Regions from separate parts of the Sus scrofa genome. Here all the other regions are linked to region 1. A link is a contact called in public HiChIP or PLAC-seq data. All regions are on one chromosome and are shown on one strand. The core of a region is the stretch at or near the end of the contact, and the rest is flanking DNA. Distances in the headings are between cores, read along the strand shown. Region 1 holds the start of LOC100736825 (protein transport protein SEC31-like). Region 2 holds the start of ABI1 (abl interactor 1). Region 3 holds the start of ACBD5 (acyl-CoA-binding domain-containing protein 5).

Region 1 (2,865 bases), core at 265-2,764:
CGGGGGCTCGGAAGCCTGGGGCTGACGTGCGCCCTCGCGACCCCGCCCAGCGGTGCTCAGCTGACAGTCCCGCTGGCCTCCCCACCTCCGCGGGGGAATTTCCCGGGCCCCGCCTCCCTAAGGCCCCGCCCCAACTCCCCGCCCCCTCGCCAGGCCGCGCCCCTCCTCAGGTCTCTCTCCCAAACGCCCCGCCCCGCATAGGCCCCAGCGGATCGCGCCACCCCTTCTCTCCCATGAGCCAGCCTACAACTCTAGGCCCTGACCTGGTTAATGCCGGATTGGCCAAGGTGAATAAGCGTTGGTGGTATGATTAGCGTAGCTCCCTCCCAAGGTGTCAGTGTGACGACCGTGACATTCTTCCTTGATTAAAATAAATTACTAATTAAATGAAGTGTAAGGAGTCGGTCTTCGCTGCGGGGGGGGGTCCCTATATAAGTCCAGAGCCACTGGGGGCTGTGCCCCACGGAAAGAGAGGGACGATGGTCTCAGGCATCCTTGGGTCAAAGCCTAGATCTCTGTTAAAGGCCTTACATCTAGATATAGTTAACCTTGCACGCATGGCTTTCCACCGGGTTTTGTCCTTAAAATAGACTTTTAATTAAAAACACAAAGCCTCCAAGCGGTTTCTCAGATGCTGTCTCTCGGGCCTAAGTCCTAACTTCACCCAAATAAAACTTAACTCTAAAAAAAATATATATATATATAAATAATCAAATAAAAACAGGAAGCCTGCAGGATGCTTCTCGGATTCTTGTTCCCGGGGAACAAGCCATCAGCTGACAACTGGATGCTCCAGGTGCTCAAGGCAGGTGAGATTGCTGGATTGACCTGGATTTTATCTGGAATGGACTAGACAGAATGAAAAGAAAGAAATCAAGGGAGTTCCCCCATGTGGCTCAGCAATAACTCCGACTAGTATGCATGAGGATGCGGGTTGGATCTCTGGCCTTGCTCAGTGGGTCAAGGATCTGGCATTGCCATGAGTTATGAAGTAGGTCCCAGATGCCGCTCGGATCCCGCGTTGCTGTGGCGTAATCAGGCAGTTACAGCTCTGCCCCTAGCCTGGGAACTTCCATATGCCGCGGGTGCGGCCTTGAAAAAAAAAAAAGAAAAAAGGAAGGGAGGGAGGGAAAGAAAGGAAGAAAACCAGACGAGGAAGGGAGAGCCGCCTTAGTCTGCATTCCAAGCACCGCGAGAACGTAAAGGGATAAGCAAGGAAGCAGACGCAGGACACACAAGGCATCTGATCGCGAGGTCAAGGTCTCTGCCAAGCCAGTGTGGCAAGCTCTTCTGGTAACAAGCTCCTCGTGCAAGACAAGAAAACAGAAATTAGGGTGGGATCCTAGGAGGTGGGAGAGACGGTCTGGGAGCAGTTTTCTGCAGAAGACCAGGAAGGACATCACAGGAGGGAAGAGCTTGGTTTACAAATGAAGGGGCTGACACAGCCCCCATCAGCTGGATACCAAGCATGTAATTGAGCAAACAAGCTTCTCGCTAGTTAGATAGAAAAACGGATGGGGGAAGGGAAAGAAAAGAAATTCAAACGGGAAAAGGCGGACGCGCCCTCTCCTGGTCTCCTGAAGGATTCGACTCCTCTCTTGAGACCTCCTGCTCCAGGCCAGCTCTTCGTGCGTGGCCCTCCACACCCCCCTGAAGTTAACCCCCTACGCAGGGCTGGGAGGGCTAAAAGTCAGTACCTGCCCCAGACCCAATTCCTGAACGTTCCTCCTGCGATTGTTAGGGGTGCCTGGGGTAAGTTGACGCTACAGGCTCGCCTCCGCTATTTTAAACCGCATTAAGGAGAGATAAAATGAGTACTACAGAAGCTCTAAGCAGGGAAGGAATGGGGTGAGGAGGGGAGGGCATACGCAGCCGCTGGCTGTGCGGTGAAAAGGTCTAGGGTGGGGTAGTTTCTGGTACAGAAAGTGTGTCGAGGTGGTTTTCTCCTGACCCCCTTGGTCCTGAAAGCTTGAGCCCTCTCACCACTTCTTAACTATGTGACCTTGGACGTTACCTATCTTGCGGTGCCTCATTCTCTTTATCTGTAAAGTGGAGCCTATTACAGTCCAAAATTCCAAGAGCCTGAAAATCTAAAGCCTTTCTTAGTTCATTTGGTGGCAAAACCTGACCCAAACCGATGTAAAGTAAGTTGTATACAGTGTTAATTTCCATCACTTGGGATTATTTGTTTCCCTGAAGGCACCTTAATTAGTTTGTACGAAATCTGTTTCAGACCCTTTTGGGGAAGTGTATAAATTACATGCACCTTAATATCTTCCTAAAATCCAAAAAATTCTGCGTTCTGAAACAGCTTGCTCGGAAGACTTTAAATAAAGGATTTGGATATACAGAGCTTACTTCTTAACGTCATTGTGAGGATTAAGGGATAACACACGGAAGCACTCAGAACAATGCCTGATATGTCAGGTTAGTAGCTATTCTTACAGCAAGTGTTAAAGCCAGCTCTGCTTAGCTTAAAGAGTTGGGGTGGGGAGGAGGGTGGTGCCCCGTCCTCTCTGATGCTTCCATGACTAGATAGAATCTCAGCGCAGCTAAGAACACTGAAATTATAACATGCTTCCCCGCTGTTCACTGATGTGGTTTTGCGGTAGGTGAATGCAAAGCAGTGTGGGAGGCTATTTAGTGAGATGCTCATTGGTTTCATGCTTTCGGTGCCCCCTCTTGACATACCCCCTTTATTTGGAGAAATGGCTGATCCCCTTGTGTTTCCTATCGCCAAGTATATTTTGCAGGATTCTTGAAAGGCCAACCTTTCTTGTCTTTTGAGAAGGCTCATTCTCAGTAAATACATCATCTACTGCAGGTGTCCTGGCGGGAGAGGGCTGAGAGCCCAGGTGGGGTGAG
Region 2 (2,865 bases), core at 117-2,616, 360 kb after region 1:
CTGCAACCTCATGATTCCTAGTCGTATTCTTTTCCACTGCATCAACAACGGGAACTCCCTCTTGTCCATTTTCTAATTGAATTGTCTGTCTTTTTTTTTTTTTTTCTTTTTAGGGCCTCACCTGAGGCATATGGAAGTTCCTAAGCTAAGGGTCAAGTCAGAGGTGCAGCAGCTGGCCTATGCAACAGCCACAGCAACCTAGGATCTGAGTCCCTCTTTCAACCTACACCACAGCTCAAGGCAACACCAGATCCCTGACCCACTGAGCAAGGCCAGAGATCAAACTTGAATCCTCATGGATACTAGTCAGACTTGTTTCCACCACATCACAGCAGGGACTCCTGTCTGTCTTTTTTTTATTGACTTGGAGGAGTTTTTTTTTTTTTTTTTTAATATATTCCAGATACAGGTCCTCTGTCATAAGTATGTGTCATGGCTTTCTTTTTATTTCTTCTTTTCTTTTTAGGGCCACACTCTCAGCATATGGAAGTTCCTGGGCTAGGGGTTGAATTGAAGCTGCAGCTGCTGGCCTATGCCACTGACACAACAACACCAGATATGAATTGCATTTGTGACCTATGCTGCAATTTGCAACAATGCCAGATCCTTAACCCACTGAGCAAGGCCAGGGATAAAATCCTCATCCTCACAGACATTATTTCAGGTTTTAATCTGCTAGGCACAATGGGAAATCTCAATATTAATATATATATATATATATTTTTTGGTCTTTTTAGGGCTGCACCTGTGGCATATGGAAGTTCCCAGCCTAGGGGTCAAATCAGTGCTATTGCCTCGGGCCTACACCACAGCTTACTGCAATGCCAGATCCTTAACCCACTGAGCGAGTATCCTTTACTCAACTTGCACCCCCAGTCCATTGCTTGGTGTAGAGCTGGCAATAACAAGGGCAAGTTAAATTTTAAGTAAACTGAGGGCGGCAGAAGTTTAGAAAATAAAGCCTGAGTGGAGTTATCTCTAAAAAGACAGAGGAAGTAAAGATCTGGAATATCCTTATTCCAGTCCTTTTTAAACCTTATCAGATTGATATCTCTGATTCACAGGCATTTCCTAGTTAAGTTCTACCAAGTATTACAGCTTTCTCGGGGACCGGGTTTTATTCTCTAGTATCACTCTGCGGCGCCATCTGCCGGACCCGTCAAGAGACTAGAAACTTAAACCACCACCCTCATTCCAAGTTCTTTAAATATGCTCCTCCTCGTTCTTTTTCGGAGGCTCCCTGAACGCATGCGCTTCTGATGGGCAGCCACGTCTGCAAGAGACTACAATTCCCAGAAGGCCATGCCAAAGGAAAAAATTTCCATGGTTGCGGGAAGGGGGCGGGAAAGACAGGAAGGCTCGCGAGAAAAGAGGTTGAGGCGGCTGCGTGAAGTGGGTGGAGGCGGGTGGAGAGAGTGAGGAGGAAGAGGAGGAGGTTCCGTCCCACAATACCAGGCGGGAGGGCGGGCAGGCGGTTTGTATCCGGGCTGTGAGGTGCTCGGCGTCTCCGCAGACCTTGCTGCCTCTGTCTCTTTAACGCGAGAGGAAGCGATGCAGAGGGGTGGAAAATGGCAGAGCTGCAGATGTTACTAGAGGAGGAGATCCCGTCTGGCAAGAGGGCGCTGATAGAGAGTTACCAGAACCTGACCCGGGTGGCGGACTACTGTGAAAACAACTACATACAGGTGAGGAGCGCGGTCGCGCGGGCGGGCGCTGGCCGGCCGGGCCAAGGACCCGCCGGCGGCCGCCTGGGTGACCAGCCCACTGGGAGGGGTGGGGAATTGCCCTAACCTTAGCGGCAGCCCCAACCCCAACCCCAACCCCAGCGCCAACCTCAACCCCAGCCTCAGCCGGGGCGACAGCAAGTGGCCGGGTTTGGGGAGTCGGGCTGCGATACAGGAAGTGGCTGTGGTGGTTGAAACCCATAGAAGCGGAGAGAGAAAATGGGCGAGGGAGCCCGGAGCTCGCGGCCGTCGCAGCCCGGCGCCCCCCTGCCGCCCGCCTCCCCGCGGGCTCAGCCCCCGGAGTCGCGCTTCCCCCCGGCAGCCCTCCACCCGCCGGGCTTTCGCCCCGGAGTCCCCCTAGAGCCCTGCCGCCTCTCTGCCGGCCCAGGGGTCTCGGACCGGTCGAGCAAGGGGAGAGCAAAGGGCCGGGACGAGGCGCGGGGCGGAGCGGCAGGAGAGAGAGGAAAAGCGGGGTGTGTGTGTCGGGGGAGGGTGGGGTGGGGGCGATTATGTCAGTTTAGCCCAGAGGGTGTGTCTTTTATTTATTTATTTTTTAAAAAATTGGTCGTGAGTCACATCACAGAGACCTCCCCGAGGAGAGGAGGAAGCGAGTGGGGAGCGAGGGAGGGAGTAGAAGTTAATCTCCAAATTCCTTTAATTGAAGGTTTGTAAATCTGCCTGCCTGTCCATTTTCAAGTCGGGTTTTTTTCCCTCTCATCATTTTCACTTCCGCCCCACCGTAATATATTCTAGAGATTGTTAGGGCGATCGTTAGCTTGAAACAAATTATTCTTAACTACTTGGAAAAATGGCTTAAATACTCTCTCTTCCTCAAAAGTTCTTGAACTGCTAGCTTCCTAAGTAACTTAAAATAGAATGGTGTAATCGCCGGTTGCTGTTTTTTTTCCTGAGGTTTCTCTCTTTCCATCCTAAGTACTTGTGTAGAATGAATCTCAGTAGATTACTGAACATTTAGTCTTAGAACCATAACGACAAATACGTTATTGTTGAATGTTTTCGAAAATTCTTGGACCTTTATCTATGATAGGTGGTTGCTTGTTTGCTTTTATTTTAATGATTGAAAGTGAATTATGTTGTGGTGGTTTGCTTTGTAGATCTTTAATTGCGGTAAACTAACATT
Region 3 (2,865 bases), core at 198-2,697, 340 kb after region 1:
GAAACTGGAACAAGGAGCGCAGCCGCGGATCAACATGCCCACAGGGAGGAGGACCCAGAGAGCAGCTGGTCAGTTCCCCGTGGCCCTGCCCCATCCAGGCCACACCGTCCGATAAGGCCCGGCTCCTTCTTCCTCCCCGGGGCGTGACCAAGGCTGGGAGCCAGGCCTCCAAGACAGAAAAACAACTCACCGAGAGAAAGAGCATCTCTAGCAGGAGTCAGAGGAGCCCCGGCCACTGGTGGTGGCGGAGCCACTCTCCCACCCGCAGGACCCTGGTGGAGCAGCCACACCCCCCATCCCGGCGAGGTCGGTCTGTCTGTCCGCGCCCTCCCTGCGGCCCCGCCCCAAACCCTCCCCGGACCCACTCGCTGCAGCCGCCGCTGCGCAGTAAACTCCACCCACCGTCCCCGCGGCCACCGAGATGACGCGAACTGTAGGTCCCCAGAGGAGGGCCGGAGAAGGGGGGAAATAAAAGCAGTCAGGTGGATCCGCGGAGAGCCCAGGGCTCGATGTTTAAAACAGAATGGATTGCTGGGTCCGCGCCAGAGTAGCCGACGCGGGGTTGCAGCGCGCGTGGTACCGCTGGGCAAAAAAAAAAAAAATGACTTTGGTCTTCAGCGCCTGCTCCTGAGGTTAGGGTTTGAGAAAGCTGATGGGACTTAAGAGCTTTAGATCCGCAGAGGCTTGTTACGAAACTTAAGTTCTGCCATTTTAGTTCTGTCACCCAGGGTAAGCTACTTAGCCTCTCCAGTGACAATCTTTATATCACCCTAAAGGGTATATGAAAGGATTAGGGATGCTGGATGGAGTGTTTAGCCGTGCTTGGCTCTCAGTCTTTGACAGCTTTAGCCGCCCCCAAGGCAAGGACGTCTGCGCAACAACCAAAGGAGACGGGAGATCGCCGGCTAATTAGACTGGGCTGGGGGAGAGAGAGCACCTTCCCCTGCACCACCCGCGATATCTAGCCCCAGGAAGCCGGGCACAGTACAGCTTCTGGCAGACCTAATGGGCGACAGGGCGTGGGGGAGGGGCGAACGGGGGACCAGTACGGATCGTCAACCCTAGAAAGGGGTATCCTGGGCCTTCACCTTTCTAGCACAGCGCCCCGCGTCCTCAGGCATGTAGGATGCGCCCCCAGGCCCACCGAGGGGGCACTGCTACGGGTTCTGGGGGCGGAGTCCTGCGGCCTGGAAATCCCAAAATTGCCAGGTCGCTTCCGTCAGTTCGGGATGGGTTAGAGGGTGACTAGTCCAAATTTAGGCGCAGGCTCTAAGTTACTTTTCCCTTGGAGTCGCAGTGCCGGCATTTACCTTAGCATTGCCGGGCAAGACCTGTCCGGTAAGGTCCCCGACGCCCGCCCCTCGCCCTGCCCCCGCGGACTTGTGGGAAATGTAGTCCCCGCTCCGCTACGCTTCGGGACACCTGCCTCCAGCTGAGGTCGTTCCTCCCACTTGTTCCTGTTTGGTTCCTTGGTCCGGCAGACGCTGGAGCCGTTGCGGCGGAAATCCCGCCTTCCTGTTGCGTCGTCCTTTGAGCTCCTGCCAAATACCACATCCGCCTCAGCCAAAGGGACAGACCCTCCGTGGTGTCTTTCAGAGAGGTCCTGGAGATCCGTCTCATTTCTTGCTCCTGAGGCTTATTAACTTTGAGGTCGTGTGCTGTTATATTGCCTTCAGGTAGTAAAGACTATGCCTTACTGCGTGCCTGATATTTGCCAGGCATGTAACATGTATTCCAAAAACCCTGTAGGGTGTTTACGAATGAGGAAATTGAAAATCATATTAACTGATTTTCTCAAGGTCAAGTAGTAGTAAGTACAGGAGTAGCTGAACCAGGCGTCAGTCAATCCAAAAAAACCTTGCTTTAAATCTTGGACTTTTTGCGGGACACCAAAGTGTAAGAGACTAACAATTTTTCTAATTTATTCAAACGAGGGGGAGGTTATGTGCTGAATAGCTGCTGCTTCCTCTAATCTTTTCTTGCTCTTTTGTTATATATCCGTTTCAATTTCACTCAGTTATGCATACTTATAAAAAGGTTTGGATATTTATTTCACATCTAGGACTTCATTTTGACAACTGTTCATAATAAGCTAATTTAGAGTATGTTGGTCTTTAGGTAGTGATGAATAAGAATTTTTCTGCCAGTGATGTCTGTTGTATTTCTGTTTGCTGGTAGTATGGATTTACAGTCAAGGATAATAGTATAAGGAGAAAGGACATTGAGGTTATTCAGGTAAAGAAGTTAGCAGTGCTGGTTTAGATGTGGTAATTCCTACTGACATATAATGATTGACATATGATGGATTGAATCAGTTCCTAAGGTGCCTTCCAATTATGCAATCCTGTAATTCCACCTAAAATATATCTTATGGAACACTAATGGCTTTTAGTACTTTCAGCACAGTGCCTATTATGAAGCATTCTTTTTTAAAAAATTGAGATGTATTGATGTACAATATATATCTATATAACAATAGTTTCAGGTGTACAACATAATGATTCAATTTTTTTTTTTTTGTCTTTTTGCCATTTCTAGGGTCACTCCCTCAGCATATCTAGGTTTCCAGGCTGGAGGTCTAATTGGATCTGTAGCCGCCAGCTTATGCCAGAGCCACAGCAACTCGGGATCTGAGCCGCATCTGCAACCTACACCATAGCTCACGGCAATGCTGGATCCCTAACCCGCTGAGCAAGGCCAGGGATCGAACTCTCAACCTCATGGTTCCTAGTCAGATTCGTTAACCACTGAGCCATGATGGGAACTCCATGATTCGATATATGTATTATGATCACCACAATAGATGATTGTCCTTGATCACATATTTCTAGAGATATTTTAATTAAGAATTGGCCCACTAGGAGT

The links. HiChIP or PLAC-seq counts read pairs in DNA pulled down with a chosen protein or histone mark.
Region 2: a contact with region 1 is called in an H3K27ac HiChIP or PLAC-seq map of alveolar macrophages. The contact joins the promoter of ABI1 here to the promoter of LOC100736825 in region 1.
Region 3: a contact with region 1 is called in an H3K27ac HiChIP or PLAC-seq map of alveolar macrophages. The contact joins the promoter of ACBD5 here to the promoter of LOC100736825 in region 1. A contact is called at or near these places in 1 of 47 Hi-C or Micro-C datasets (liver) and 1 of 2 datasets of contacts at active chromatin or transcription factors (alveolar macrophages).

The regions. Positions count from the first base shown.
Region 1 is chr10:48,582,820-48,585,684 of Sscrofa11.1, forward strand. It overlaps LOC100736825 (protein transport protein SEC31-like), which reads left to right and starts at 1,515. Exons shown (of 3, transcript XM_021064282.1): 1 at 1,515-1,752. The coding sequence starts at 1,515. It also overlaps a transcript of OPTN not described here.
Region 2 is chr10:48,938,041-48,940,905 of Sscrofa11.1, forward strand. ABI1 (abl interactor 1) reads left to right here and starts at 1,367. Exons shown (of 9, transcript XM_021064900.1): 1 at 1,367-1,685. The coding sequence starts at 1,569.
Region 3 is chr10:48,920,930-48,923,794 of Sscrofa11.1, forward strand. It overlaps ACBD5 (acyl-CoA-binding domain-containing protein 5), which reads right to left and starts at 1,448. Exons shown (of 14, transcript XM_013980249.2): 1 at 1,311-1,448; 2 at 1-4.